2 separate regions of the Mus musculus genome follow, and region 1 is linked to region 2. The links are chromatin contacts, called in public HiChIP or PLAC-seq maps. All regions are on one chromosome and are shown on one strand. The core of a region is the stretch at or near the end of the contact, and the rest is flanking DNA. Distances in the headings are between cores, read along the strand shown.

Region 1 (5,827 bases), core at 3,142-5,641, 170 kb before region 2:
GCTTCCTGGGTGGTGCTTGTTTCTTCCAGTGACAAAGCCATCCAAAGAGCCCCACAGGGTGCATGCTGTTACATGGAAGAAATGTTGAAAATGGGAGTTACCTTTGTCTTTCATTATTTCTCCACATGTTACGTGTATGTATTTAACATGCGAACCCTAGGTGCTTGTCCTAGACTGTCTGTTACCACCTCCAAACAAGTCATTTGTTCTATTTTTCTTACTATATGAGAGTTAGGATAGGTGTTTTGGTGGGAAAACCAGGGGGACTGCAGGATGCAAGAACACACAGGGGCCAAAGAGCCAGGAGCCCAAGTTCCTATCTGCCTTCGTCCTTGCGGTGGAACTTGAGTTCAGTTTTCTAATCTGTAAATTAGGGGCAATGATAACTCCTCCCACACAATGTTTCTGTGAGAATGGAAGTAGCACGTAGATGAAAAGCCTTTAAAACTAGGTCTCAAATGGAAGGAACAGCCAAAGATATAGGGCAGCCTGAACCGAGGTGAGATTTGGAGATGGGCCAGCCTGGGCTTCTTGCCAGGGCAGAAACCTCCCATCAGCATGCAGGGTGATGGGCTCCAGATGGGTTTGCCTGCCTCCAATGGCGGAGTTCATTCCCTCCTAGGTAAGGAGGTGGCTCACCGAGGGTCGGCTCGGGATTGTATGGTTTATCCTGGGGTCACGGTCAGCTCTCTTGCCCTGTTTTGGTGAGGATCTGATCAAATGATCAAACGCATCGGCCCGGTGCCTGCAGGTCAGCTACACAGGGTGGGAGAGCATCCTTCCCAAATGTGAGCCCAGTGTCCCCAGGATGGGAACTTTCCATTGCCACTGTTGGACGCGTGAGGTACAGGACAGAGGAGTGTACCTCTGACACCCTAGACACCCTGACACCCTGAACAGAGTGGTCAGAGCAGAGTGGCCACTCTCAGCCCGGATCTCCTTGCTGATAGGTCTCTCTGGGAGCTGGAGTCTTGGGAAGGAAGAGGTGACATGAAGCTGGGTCAGGGGTCTGATCCTCTCGTCCTAGTACCTCTGTGTCTGCAAGAGAAACCTCCAAGCCCAGGCCAGGCAGCAGTGGCTGGGTCCAAGCTCCCTTTCTGGGGCACTCTGAGGGGAAAAGATTGACTTTGGGGGCTGGAGAGATGGCTCAGTGGTTAAGAGCACTGACCGCTCTTCCGAAGGTCCTGAGTTCAAATCCCAGCAAGCACATGGTGGCTCACAACCATCCGTAATGCGATCTGATGCTTTCTTCTGGGGTCTCTGAAGACAGCTGTAGTGTACTTACATATAATAAGAAAATAAATTTAAAAAAAAAAAAAAAGGACTGACTTTGGTTTCTTCTCTTCTCTGCCTGGCAACAAGAAACATTGGTGGAAGTAAACTTAGCATGGAGACTTGTCTTGTTATCGAAGTTTTAGTCTAAGTCTACGGAAGCCCCACCCCCCTTCCCAGGGACTGCAAGGGACCACGTGCTTCCAGGTTCCCCTCTCTACTTCCTCCTTTAGGGCTGTTCACAAAGCCGTCCACCCGAGCCAGCCAAGCCTTCCTCCTTCCCTGGCGTCCCCTTGCTCTGTGTGCTGTCTGTCCCTTAGGTATTCAGTCTGAGCAGAGGTTCTCAACCTATGAGCCCCTGTTGGGGCTGCCGAATGACCTTTACACAGGGGTCACCTAAGGCCTTGAGAAAAACACAGAAAGTTACATTGAGATTCAGAACAGTAGCAAAATTAAAGTTACAAAGTAGCCACGAACGTAACTATTTGGTTGGGGGTGGCGGGCCAAGATTAGAGAATGAGGATGGCTGAGAACTGCTGCGCTAGGATAGTGGTTAGAAATCACTTTGTCTTCTCTGTGCCTCAGTTTCTGCACCTATTAAATGGAAGGAATTTCAGATACCAGCACATAGGGTTGCCATGCCCATTAAGTTGGAGGTGAAGAGTGTTTGGCCCCAGCGGCTAGGCTGGACCACACAGTCATACTGAGTTGTCCTGGGTTATCTTTGTTCCCTTTAGACATGGCTCCTCAAGATGGGCTCTTGCTCTTCTGTATCTGTTAGGAAGGCTGGTGCTGTGGGCAGAGGATGTGCCCAGCGAGATATAAAGGGTAGATGGGGGGTAAGCGGGTGCCTAGTGAGACCCACGCCACGGCTGACATGTGCTGGCCCCAGGAATCTCATCTACAAAGTCAAGCTCAGAGGCCCAGCCCAGAGCTGTGAAGTCTCTGTTCTTTCCTGTCCTCCTCCTACCTTCGAACCTTGCTACTACTTATTCAGGGCTCCTGCCTGGGGCACAGGACAGGAAAAAAAAAACAAAAAAAAAAAAAAAAAAACAGCAAATGGAATGGAGCCCAGGTGGTCTACAGCTCAAAGCACTGGGTGACAGGTGCTGGAGAGTCACGGAGACCTTTAGGTTTCTGAATGCGCCTTGGTTTGATGTCCATTGGGTTGTCACCTGGGTCAGAGGGGCTCTGCTTCTCAGGTCTGTCCCTGCCTCTTCCCAGTAGCTCAGGATCCCCACGGTGATGCAGCCCCTCAGCCCCCTCCCCTCCTTTGCTGTGTTCTCATCAGCCCCACCCAGAGCCCAGGCAGTGCTTGGCCTCTGAGCAACTTCCTGCACCAGCATGAAGTCTTGTAGAGTTGAAGACCTGTGCAGGGGGTAGGACAGTGAGTGGCTTGCTAGGTGTTCAGCAGGGTCCCGTAAGGCCCCGCTGCCTGCAGCTTAGGTGCAGGTATGCTGTCAGGGACTGACGTTTATCTGCACGGGATGCACAGCAGTACCAAGCACAGGCAGGGAGGAGCAGCTAGCTGGCACCTGGGCAGGCATGGGGACAGCACCAGTGTTGGGGAAGCCAGGATCTGTGTTTCAGGCAGCCTGGCACTCAGGCATCTCCTGGTGCCAAGTCATGAGGAGACTCACGGAGGCGCAGCCCGATGCCTTTAAAATGCTCCCTCTGTGCACCGAGGCATTAACATGACGTCTATCACCATGGCACCGGAGTGCTTAGACAATCTGCTCCCCGCAGGAGCTGGGGAGCGGCGTGAAGCAGATTATCCATGCTTCGCTGTGACACTTGTGATCATGTATCACCTTGATGGATCAACAGCCAATACCGCCTGGGTCCCAGCCCGCCCCTTCGCGCTGCCTCTTCTCCTGTTCATACACATCTTCCTCTGCGGGTGGGTGGCCTATGGCTGCTTGCCTCTGCACACCAGTCTCAGGGTTCTTGCTCCCAAACACCCTGCAGCTTTCACTGTTAACTGTGCAGAGGCCAAGGGGAAGGGATTTAGGCAAGGTACTGACAGAAGCCCCCATGGTGATATGAAAGGGTGGGGGAGGGGGGGAACATCAGCCACGTGCCCAGCCTCCACCACACTGGCACAAGTGGCAAAGAAAATCCAGGTAAAAATCTATCTGTCCTTCTCATTTATGCCCCACAGACCTGCCGGGATCATGAGCTAGCTGCTTCACCTCTTCATGCTGAAGTCTCTCACTGGTGTGGTGGGGCTACTCAGGGCTCTCTTGGGTTCACGGCTCTAATGAGAAAAGTCGAGACTCAGCAGGTCTGGCCCTCAACTTCTTTCCTGCTGCTTTTCTCCCCTTGTCCTCTCAGCCCCTACCTTTCAGGTCACAAAACAGACACGGGGCTCCAGGACCTTAGGAGTTCTCCCTAGAGTCTGCAGAGGATGGCCCCTCCCCCCCTCATAGGAAGCCATCACTGTCCCAGTACTGAGACCTCTAGCGCCATGGGGGCTTCGAGAGCAGAGCTGATAAGGAAGGAGGCAGTCAGGGGCCTGTGTCTCCTCTTGGGTGGGGATGGGGTGAAGTCGGGTTAGGGAGCCCCCCCCCCACCCTAGGAGGAGGAGTGGGAGGAGGAGGAGGAGGAGGAGGAGGAGTGGGAGGAGGAGGAGGAGGAGGAGGAGGCGTATCAGTTCAGGTGGATCAAGAGGAGTTCCTCCGAAGAACCAGCTACTGTCTCTCACTCCAGGATGTGTTAAATTCCCTCCGGAGGCTGGGACAAGTGGCTTAAGGCCCTTCAGCCTCCCAGTCTGCCACTCCTCTGCTTATTCTTCCCCCACCCTAGGCTCCCCCCACTCCCACCCCACCCCCCCTTCAGGACACCTTCTCAAGGGATGGCAGGGACCTTGCAGGGATGTCTGAGCAGGTGGGATTATGGTCATTTTTAGGGTTTCAGACCTAAGGAGCATGGCCACCCAGCTTCCAGGACAGGGTCCTCTGCTGCGAGGGACTAAGGAGGCCCCAGAAGCCCGGGAAAGCCAAGGTTCCTACCGCATGCTCTTTTCCCACTGTGTGGCTTGGATGAGTTGGAGCCCCAGGCTGTTTATCTGTTGGAACCCCTCACCAAGGTTGCTTCCGCTATTTCAGAGGGAGGTCAGGGTTTCTGAGAGGAACCGCCTTGAGGAAGCAGAAGGGTGTCCAGAGGAGGAACTTATGGGGACACAAAAGGGAACTCTAGCTGCCAGCAGGGGCCTTAGTCTGCAGTGACCTGAAGCGGAAGGAGGAACAGGCTTTGATAAGTGTCCAGCTTGGCGCACGGTATTCCATGGAGAGCTGGCTTCTGCGACGTGGGGCCCGAGTGCGATGCCTGCACCCACCCAGCTGGCTCCCAGCCTGGTGCTTCCTCTGTTTGCTGCCGGTGCCCCAGACCCTGCAGCTAACAGGCAAGTCTGTCTCCTTCTCACGTCCTCTTGTTCGCATACATCAGAGTGACTTTCATCCAGCGGGAACAGCTAATTCCCGGGACCTGTCTCTGGGGATTTGCTGGTTGCGTTTGAACATTGTAGACTTCATGTGGGAAGCCTTCGGGGACTGAGAAGATATTTAGCTAATGCCTCGTCAAGGTGGCATTTGAAGGGGTTGTGGGGGGACGGTGCTGTGTCTTCACCCCAGTGTTAACAGCTTTCCTGACAGCATAGCTTAGGCCTCCTGGTCCTTAAATAAGGAAGGTGGGTGCTGTGTTTTTGAGGTCAGGTGTGGAGTCCATGGAAAAGACAGCTCTTACAAGGCTACTGTGGTAGAGGAGTTCTGTTGAATCTGCCAGGTGGTGGAGCTGCCCTGGGTGCTGCTGGTGGTGGTTGGTGAATACAGAGAAAGGCAGTCAGAGCACGGCATCCTGGGGCCACACTAGAAAGGGTCACACTTAGCACTTTCTAAAATGCAGTCAGAGGCCAAGGATTTTATGACCAGCGAATCTCCCCAGGGCCAACACTGCTGTCCTATCCTAGTTCCAGGCTCCCTTGGAAGCTGGGAGGTCTGGATTCAAAGCAAGCTGTGGGGTAGAGGCCAATTTATCTAGGCCAGCGCACCTCCAAGGGTGTCCCTCTCAGGTGTGTTCCCTGGTGGTGCTGGGTAATGTCTGTCAGGCACTATGTGTTCTTGCCTTGGCCTGGCTAGCAGCTGGTCCATTGCTGACCCAGGGACACTCCACTGTGGAGGCTGAGTACTAACTGTTCTCTGTTTGACTTTACTTATTTATTTTATAAATCATGTGTGTGTGTGCGTGTGCCTGTGTGTGCCGAGGTGAGTTTACGAAGGTCAGAGGCCAGCCTCGGGTGAACATCCTTGCCTTCTACCTGTTTGAAATAGCCTGCCTGCCTGTCTGTTTGTCTGCCTGCCCACCCACCCGCCCATCCGTCTGTCTGGTCTGTCTGTCTGTCACTGCTGTGAATGCCAGGCTGGCTGGCCTGCAAGCTTCCAAGGATTCTGTCTCTGCTTCCTGTCTTGTGGCAGGAACAATAAGATCAGAGACACGTGCTACTCTGCTTTATTCGAATTCCAGGGTTTCGAACTCTGGTCCTTACACTTATGCTGTG
Region 2 (6,220 bases), core at 1,125-3,624:
GTTAGGGGCTCTGGTGTTAGGTGCCTGTCTCTGGGACCACAGCTCACTGTTCTGTCCCTTGTAGAGTTTTCTACTGGGTCTCTGGAGCAAGCCTCACTCAACCAAAACAGGTTGCCTTTCATGGTCCCATACTTGTACTTTGCCTATTTCTTAGAAAATCAATCCTCCCCTCCCCCAAGAAATCTAGATTCTATTTAATAAGACATATAGAAACCTGAAAATGGCTGTGCTTGGTGGCACATGCACATAATACCAACACTCAGTGTCTTAGGGTTTTACTGTTGTGAACAGATACCATGACCAAGTCAAGTCTTATAAAGGACAGCATTAACTGGGGCTGGCTTACAGGTTCAGAGGTTCAGCCCGTTATCAGTAAGGCAGGAGCATGGCAGTATCTAGGTAGGCATGGTGGAGGAGGAGCTGAGAGTTCTACATCTTCATCTCAAGGCTGCAAGCAGAATACTGACTTCCAGGCCAGTCTTAGCGCCCACACCCACAGTAACACACCGCCAACAGGGCTACACCTTCTACTAGTGCCCCCCCCCCCCCCAGGCCCCCTTCCCCTGGCCGAGCATATACAAACTATAACACTCAGGAACTTGAGCCAGGAAGAGCGTAAGTTAGAGGCTGCTTGGGCTACCTTGCAAGACCTTTTCTTGAAAGGCAAACTGAACAAAAACCTCAAAAGCAGAGTATCAGTTTGATCCCAAAGACTAAATGTTTTTGTATTTTCTTTTAATTTTTAAAAAGATGATGTTTAGCTTTTAAATTTACCTGCAGTTTATTTTTATGGATATTGTGAGGTGAGGTTTAACAGTTTTTTTTTCCCTACCTAAAAGTGGCATGCTAGTACCTACCCTTTATTTTAATTACATTTGAAAGTTTTAATGTGGGCTGGAGAGATGGCTCAGTGATTAAGAGCACTGACTGCTCTTCCAAAGGTCTTGAGTTCAAATCCCAGCAACCACATGGTGGCTTACAACCAACTTGTAATGGAATCTGATGCCCTCTTCTGGTGTCTGAAGATAGCTACAGTGTACTTATATATAGCAATAAATAAATCCTTGTGCTGGAGCGAGCAGAGGTCCTGAGTTCAGTTCTCAGCAACCACATGATGGCTCACAACCATCTGTAAGCTACAGTGTACTCATATACATAAGATAAATAAACCTTAAAGAAGAAAAAGAAAGTTTTAATGTATGGTTAGGGTATGTATATCCTGCCTTTTTATGGTTTTACCATTTTTACATACTACTTAGAATTAAAAAAAAACACAATGATTTTTGAAATTGGTTTATAAACTGTAATAGAAGTGGGCCACATAGATAGTGGCCCGGGAGGTAGTAGGAACAGGGTTCAAGGATAAGACTGAAATTTACTGTTTGACAAAGGAATTAACAAACATGGAAAGATAAAAAAGAGAAATGTTGGGCTGGAATTGGACTGATAAATTTTTTTTTTTTTAGTAGATATGTAACTACATTTTGTAAAAATAGTTATAGGAATGGTAAGTATGTATACATAGCCTTTTCTAGCTAGAAGTACAGACATCTTAGTTTCAGTCCCAGCACCTAAATCTTTGTTGCTGAATCATCTTCCTTCAAGAGGAATTGTCTTTGGGGAATTGGGTACTTATAGGAGTTGGAGCTGGGAAGATACCAGATGAGTTTGAAGTGTCTTTTGCTAGGAAATGGGCGAATTGTTTTGAAGACCAGAAAATGTCAGGCCAACACTAAAGCTATTTGCATTTCCAGTTGGCCAACTCTGGACACTTTTGAGTGTCAAATAGATGAAGAGGCAATTGATAAATGTAGACAAAATGAAGGCTAGAGTATCACCAACTGGCAGGTTTCATAGAGATGGGGGTCATTTGGATGTTGACTGTTAGTTGATACTTAACAAAGAACAAGGTATTGACAGACCCTTATAATTGCTCCAGCAAAGTGATTATTTTGAAGAGGAGCATGATAGGATTTTAGAAGAACCTGCTAGGCATTGGCTTGACATGGTTAACATCATCAGTGTAGGGGGATGGATTGCTGTTGGTTCTGCTTATGTGGTATGCCCTGTGTTGCTGTCAGTTTGGCCATTAGGAAATGCAGACCAATATTAGGCTGAGGGCTGACCCTGTGAAATGAAAGGACTTAGCAGGGACATAAAAATCAGCAAAACAATGAGATGCTACTGCAGATCAATAGACATTAGCAGAGATTGGCACTTGGATGAAATGTTGGACCACAAAGAGGGGGAAATGTTGTGGCCATTCTCATAACTGAGATATAAGGCTTGTAGGCTGAATTGGTAGTGCAGTATTAATCTGTTAGTGCAGTATTAGTGTTAGTATTAGTGTTGGCATCCTGTTGTGGAGGCTTGGTTATGCAGAAGAGTGAGTTGTTTGTGTTCAGATTTCTCACAGTGATTAGGAACTGGCAGCTTTGGGTACATATAGAAAACTTAACAAATGAGGTAAAATACTGAGTTGGGCAATCTTGTTAAAAGGTGTGTAAACACTTAGAACTTTTCCATGTGTTTGGGATTATTTCAAAGTGAAAATAATACTGTTACTAATCTGTTAAGAGTCTTGACTTTTGAAACTGGACCGTTTTGTCTAGCTATATACTGTTTGTTTTAAACTTTTGAGGGCTTTTCAAAAAAAGTTTGTATTTTTCCTCATATAGTTTTTGTCCATTTCTGTTTGGAATTAAGTCTTTTGGCTCTTAATATAAAGTTATGTTGAAGGATTTACAGGCGGCGTTTGGGGGGGGGGCTGCCTTAAGTGACAGCAGTGATTGCTGTTTACCTTCATTTTGTCTGTATTTTACTGTGCTGTATTCTTAACAACAATTAAATGTGATACCCCAAAGCCCAGGTAACACAGACTGAAAGGGAGACTTCCCTAGTTAGTCCCAGGTGCAATTAGTCCCACTTTCCTGTCCCCTTTCTGGTTAACTCTGGAGCTATCAAGATCTCCATGTGTCTATTTGAATTGACTTTGTGATACCCATGTGTATAAGATAGAAAAGGGGGATGGGCACGGGGCCAGGATGTGTCAGCCATATTTCCAGAAGCTTCATTCTGTGTAGGGAAGAGAAGAAGGCTTTAGCTTCTGGGCCTTCGGGAATTATGTCCAAGAATAAGTTGCCTACTGTGTATGTAATATGTAGTGGGCAATCAGGAAATTGGGTTGTTTTTAAGACCCCTGCCCTCTTTTTGACAGTGTTTCTCTACTTAGCCCCAGCTCTCCTGGAACTCACTATGTAGACCAGGTTGGCCTTGAATTCACAGAGATCCAAGTGCCTCTGCCTTTTTCCAAGTGCTGGAATAAAGGCATACATCATTATACCCAGCTTTTAGACCTAATTCTTAGAAAAACAAAAAATGAAAGCAAAAAACCTGAGCTGGTGACATGCACGCCATTTGGGCCCTGCAGTGATTAAGGTATGCAGTGTGTTGGCTGTGAGTTCCTAGTGCAGGTCCTGTCTGGTTACTCCCCCATCCTCTGGGCTTGTAGGGTGTGTCTTGTGCCTCTTTCCCCTGGGCAAAGAAGTGCCAGCAGACAGATAGCACAGGCAGATGGTACTGAGATGACGTAGAGTTCAGTAGTCTAAGCCATGTATATATATATATTTGTGTGTATAAAATATTTAGGTTATATATATATTTATATATTATATAAAATTTTATTTGTATGTGAGGCCATGTGAATCCTGCCACTGTAGATCATCAAAAGGTTTTCATTTTTCCAGTCATTTCCTTTGTCCTCCATCTATAAGAATGTCCAATTTTTATATGCAGTCCATAGCACAAGTATGTATTTCATGTGGCTAGAATCTTCACAATGATTATGCACTGTGTAAGGTATACCATAATTTGCTACAGATCCTGCAGGAACAATTTTAAATTACCAATTTATATCTTTAGAATTGTAAGAATGTTTGCTGCTTTTGTTATGTGTGTACCACCCTCAGCCTAAGTTCACCAGATGGGATATGGTCTCTTAAGTTGTTATTAATATGGTCTCATTATGTAGCTTTGACTGGCCTGAAACTTGGTATATGGAGCAGGCTGGTCTCTAACTCTCAGACATATGCCTTTTTAATTCTACCTCCTTGGGTTCTCAGATTAAAGTTGTGTGTCACCATGCCTGGCTCCCTTAAATTTTTTTGGGGGAAAAAGTTGGGTGGGGTTTTTGAGATGGGGTTTCCCTATGTAGTCCAGTTTCTTACCGTGACTTCAAATTTATGACCCTCCTTCTTCAGCCTTCCAGTTGTTGTGATGACAGGAGTATACCACCATACCTGGCTTTATTTTTATTTTTATATTTATTTACTTATCTATCTATCTATCTATCTATCTATCTATCTATCTATCTATCTATCTATCTATCTATTTATTTGGGATTTTTTAATAGCTGTAGATTAGTGCCTTCTTTTGAGGCCTGCAAATATTTCATCATGTTTGCAGATAGATTTTTTTCCCCACAGCTTTTGTGGCCGACTCTGGAAGAGCCAATTTTTTTACACCTGCAGTATTCTAGTAGATTTCTTTTTCCCAAGATAACGAAAAAGCTTGTGAGCTCTGAATGACTTGGTTCCTTAAGATGTTTTCAGAGTCCCTTTTTGGGATTCCCTTGCCAGAGCGCTACCCTTGCCAGAGCGCTACCAGTGCCATCAGCACTAGTTGTCCTGAGGTCAGTCCTGAAGACATGCTAGATTCTAGGAGCAAACTGGATGCAGAATAGGATAAAACCAAACTAGTCAGTGGACAGGTACACATGCCCAGTCTGCTAATTTATATGTACATGAAAAAGATGATACAGGTACATCCATGTTTAAGGTGACAGCTCAACTTGGCAGCCTTGAAGATTTCTTTCTTAGTGCTTTTATGAATAGATCAATGTCTTGTTGATGACTAGGCAGAGACTTTTGTCAGAAGTGTAGCTGGATTCTGGAGTGGACATTTCTTATTCTGTCTGTCTATGAGGCACATGATTTATTAATTAACTTCTAAGCCTTGGTTTATAAAAGGTGAATACTAACATTGTAGATTATAGTAAGGAGAGAGACTGTTAACATCTATGTAAAGTACCTGGTAGCATGTGTAGCATGCAACAAATAAGAACAGCCATTATTAATTTAGACACTACTCAAATTATTGTCAAAAAGGAAAACCAAATGTACTTGGATGGCTCTTGCTTAACATATGGTATAGTAAAAGGATCATGAATTTTAGAAAAAAATTGAGTTAAAGTGTATCAACTCCCAACATGTCTAGAAATGACTTAGAACATGTCATAAATGATCAGTCCCCCACCCTCCCGGGGAGGGGCAGTTTGTATATACACAGGGAAGCCAGATAGTTGGCCATATTGGAAGTTGCTTAATATATAATTATTAGTAGTATTTGTAGCACATTCCATTAGTTTGGTAAAAATTTTTTACTGTTTGGTTTTATTAAGTGAAGTAAACCAACAAATTCTTTGCTGTAAGGATAACTTGTAGAGAAGATCACATACTTTAGCAACTCCTGGGATCCTGGGGCCCACATGACCTGGTAGGGTAGGAGGGCATTTCTGGACTCAAGGATGTTTCAGAGAAATACGAAGGGTAATGGCTCAGAGGCATTTTTGAACAAGATTGTTGGGTAGGAACAGCAGAAATAGGAAGATGCCATAGACTATCCATGACTGTGGCGAATGTGATATCACATTGTCAAAGTAGCAAGTGGAGGAATTTTTTTTTTTTGAGACAGGATTTCTCTGTGTAGCCCTGGCTGTCCTGGAACTCACTTTGTAGACCAGGCTGGCCTCGAACTCAGAAATCCTGTCTCTGCCTCCTGAGTGCTGGGATTAAAGGCGCACGACACCATGCCCAGCTCAGGAAATCTTATTCTATTGTTCCTGTGATCAATGCTGAAGCAGAGAACTCCTTGGGGACATTTTTCTATACCAGGAAGATGGAAGTGGCCATCTCAGAACCAGAGGATAGAACAAATAGAAAAGAACAGGGAACAGGGTTGTGATTGGACAGTGCATTGTAAGCAAAAAAAAAAACAACAACAAAAAAAACAAAACCAAAACATATATGTATATGAATTGTAATTTACTCTATAAAGTAGTAGTTCAGGGTAAGACACTGAGGTAGTCAGGAAAAGAACAGCATTCATTATTTTTGCTGTTGAAAATAAATTGAGGGCTGGAGAGATGGCTCAGTGGTTAAGA

The links. HiChIP or PLAC-seq counts read pairs in DNA pulled down with a chosen protein or histone mark.
Region 1: a contact with region 2 is called in an H3K27ac HiChIP or PLAC-seq map of embryonic stem cells, with 8 times the contacts expected there. The contact joins the promoter of Nfam1 here to the enhancer-like site in region 2. A contact is called at or near these places in 14 of 39 promoter capture datasets (the C10 cell line, the HPC-7 cell line, cranial neural crest and 10 more), 5 of 15 datasets of contacts at CTCF or cohesin (the NIH/3T3 cell line, embryonic stem cells, large pre-B cells and 2 more), 20 of 484 Hi-C or Micro-C datasets (B cells, CD4 T cells, the HL-1 cell line and 9 more), 16 of 115 datasets of contacts at active chromatin or transcription factors (the HPC-7 cell line, bone marrow-derived dendritic cells, bone marrow-derived macrophages and 7 more) and 5 of 9 other capture datasets (adipose tissue, embryonic stem cells, liver and 2 more).

Annotation. Positions count from the first base shown.
Region 1 is chr15:83,031,961-83,037,787 of GRCm38.p6, reverse strand. Nfam1 (Nfat activating molecule with ITAM motif 1) reads left to right here and starts at 4,391. Exons shown (of 6, transcript NM_001271411.1): 1 at 4,391-4,675. The coding sequence starts at 4,558. Gm32620 (a long non-coding RNA gene) reads right to left here and starts at 4,472. Exons shown (of 3, transcript XR_384275.3): 1 at 4,284-4,472; 2 at 3,436-3,529; 3 at 1-65.
Region 2 is chr15:82,860,180-82,866,399 of GRCm38.p6, reverse strand. The region is part of intron 1 of Tcf20 (transcription factor 20); the gene reads left to right. Among named protein-coding and RNA genes, the nearest start is that of Tbrg3, 35 kb to the left of the region's middle. Within about 2 kb of position 2,374, at least 1 of the 459 cell types and tissues checked has an H3K27ac peak or open chromatin away from gene starts, as enhancers often do.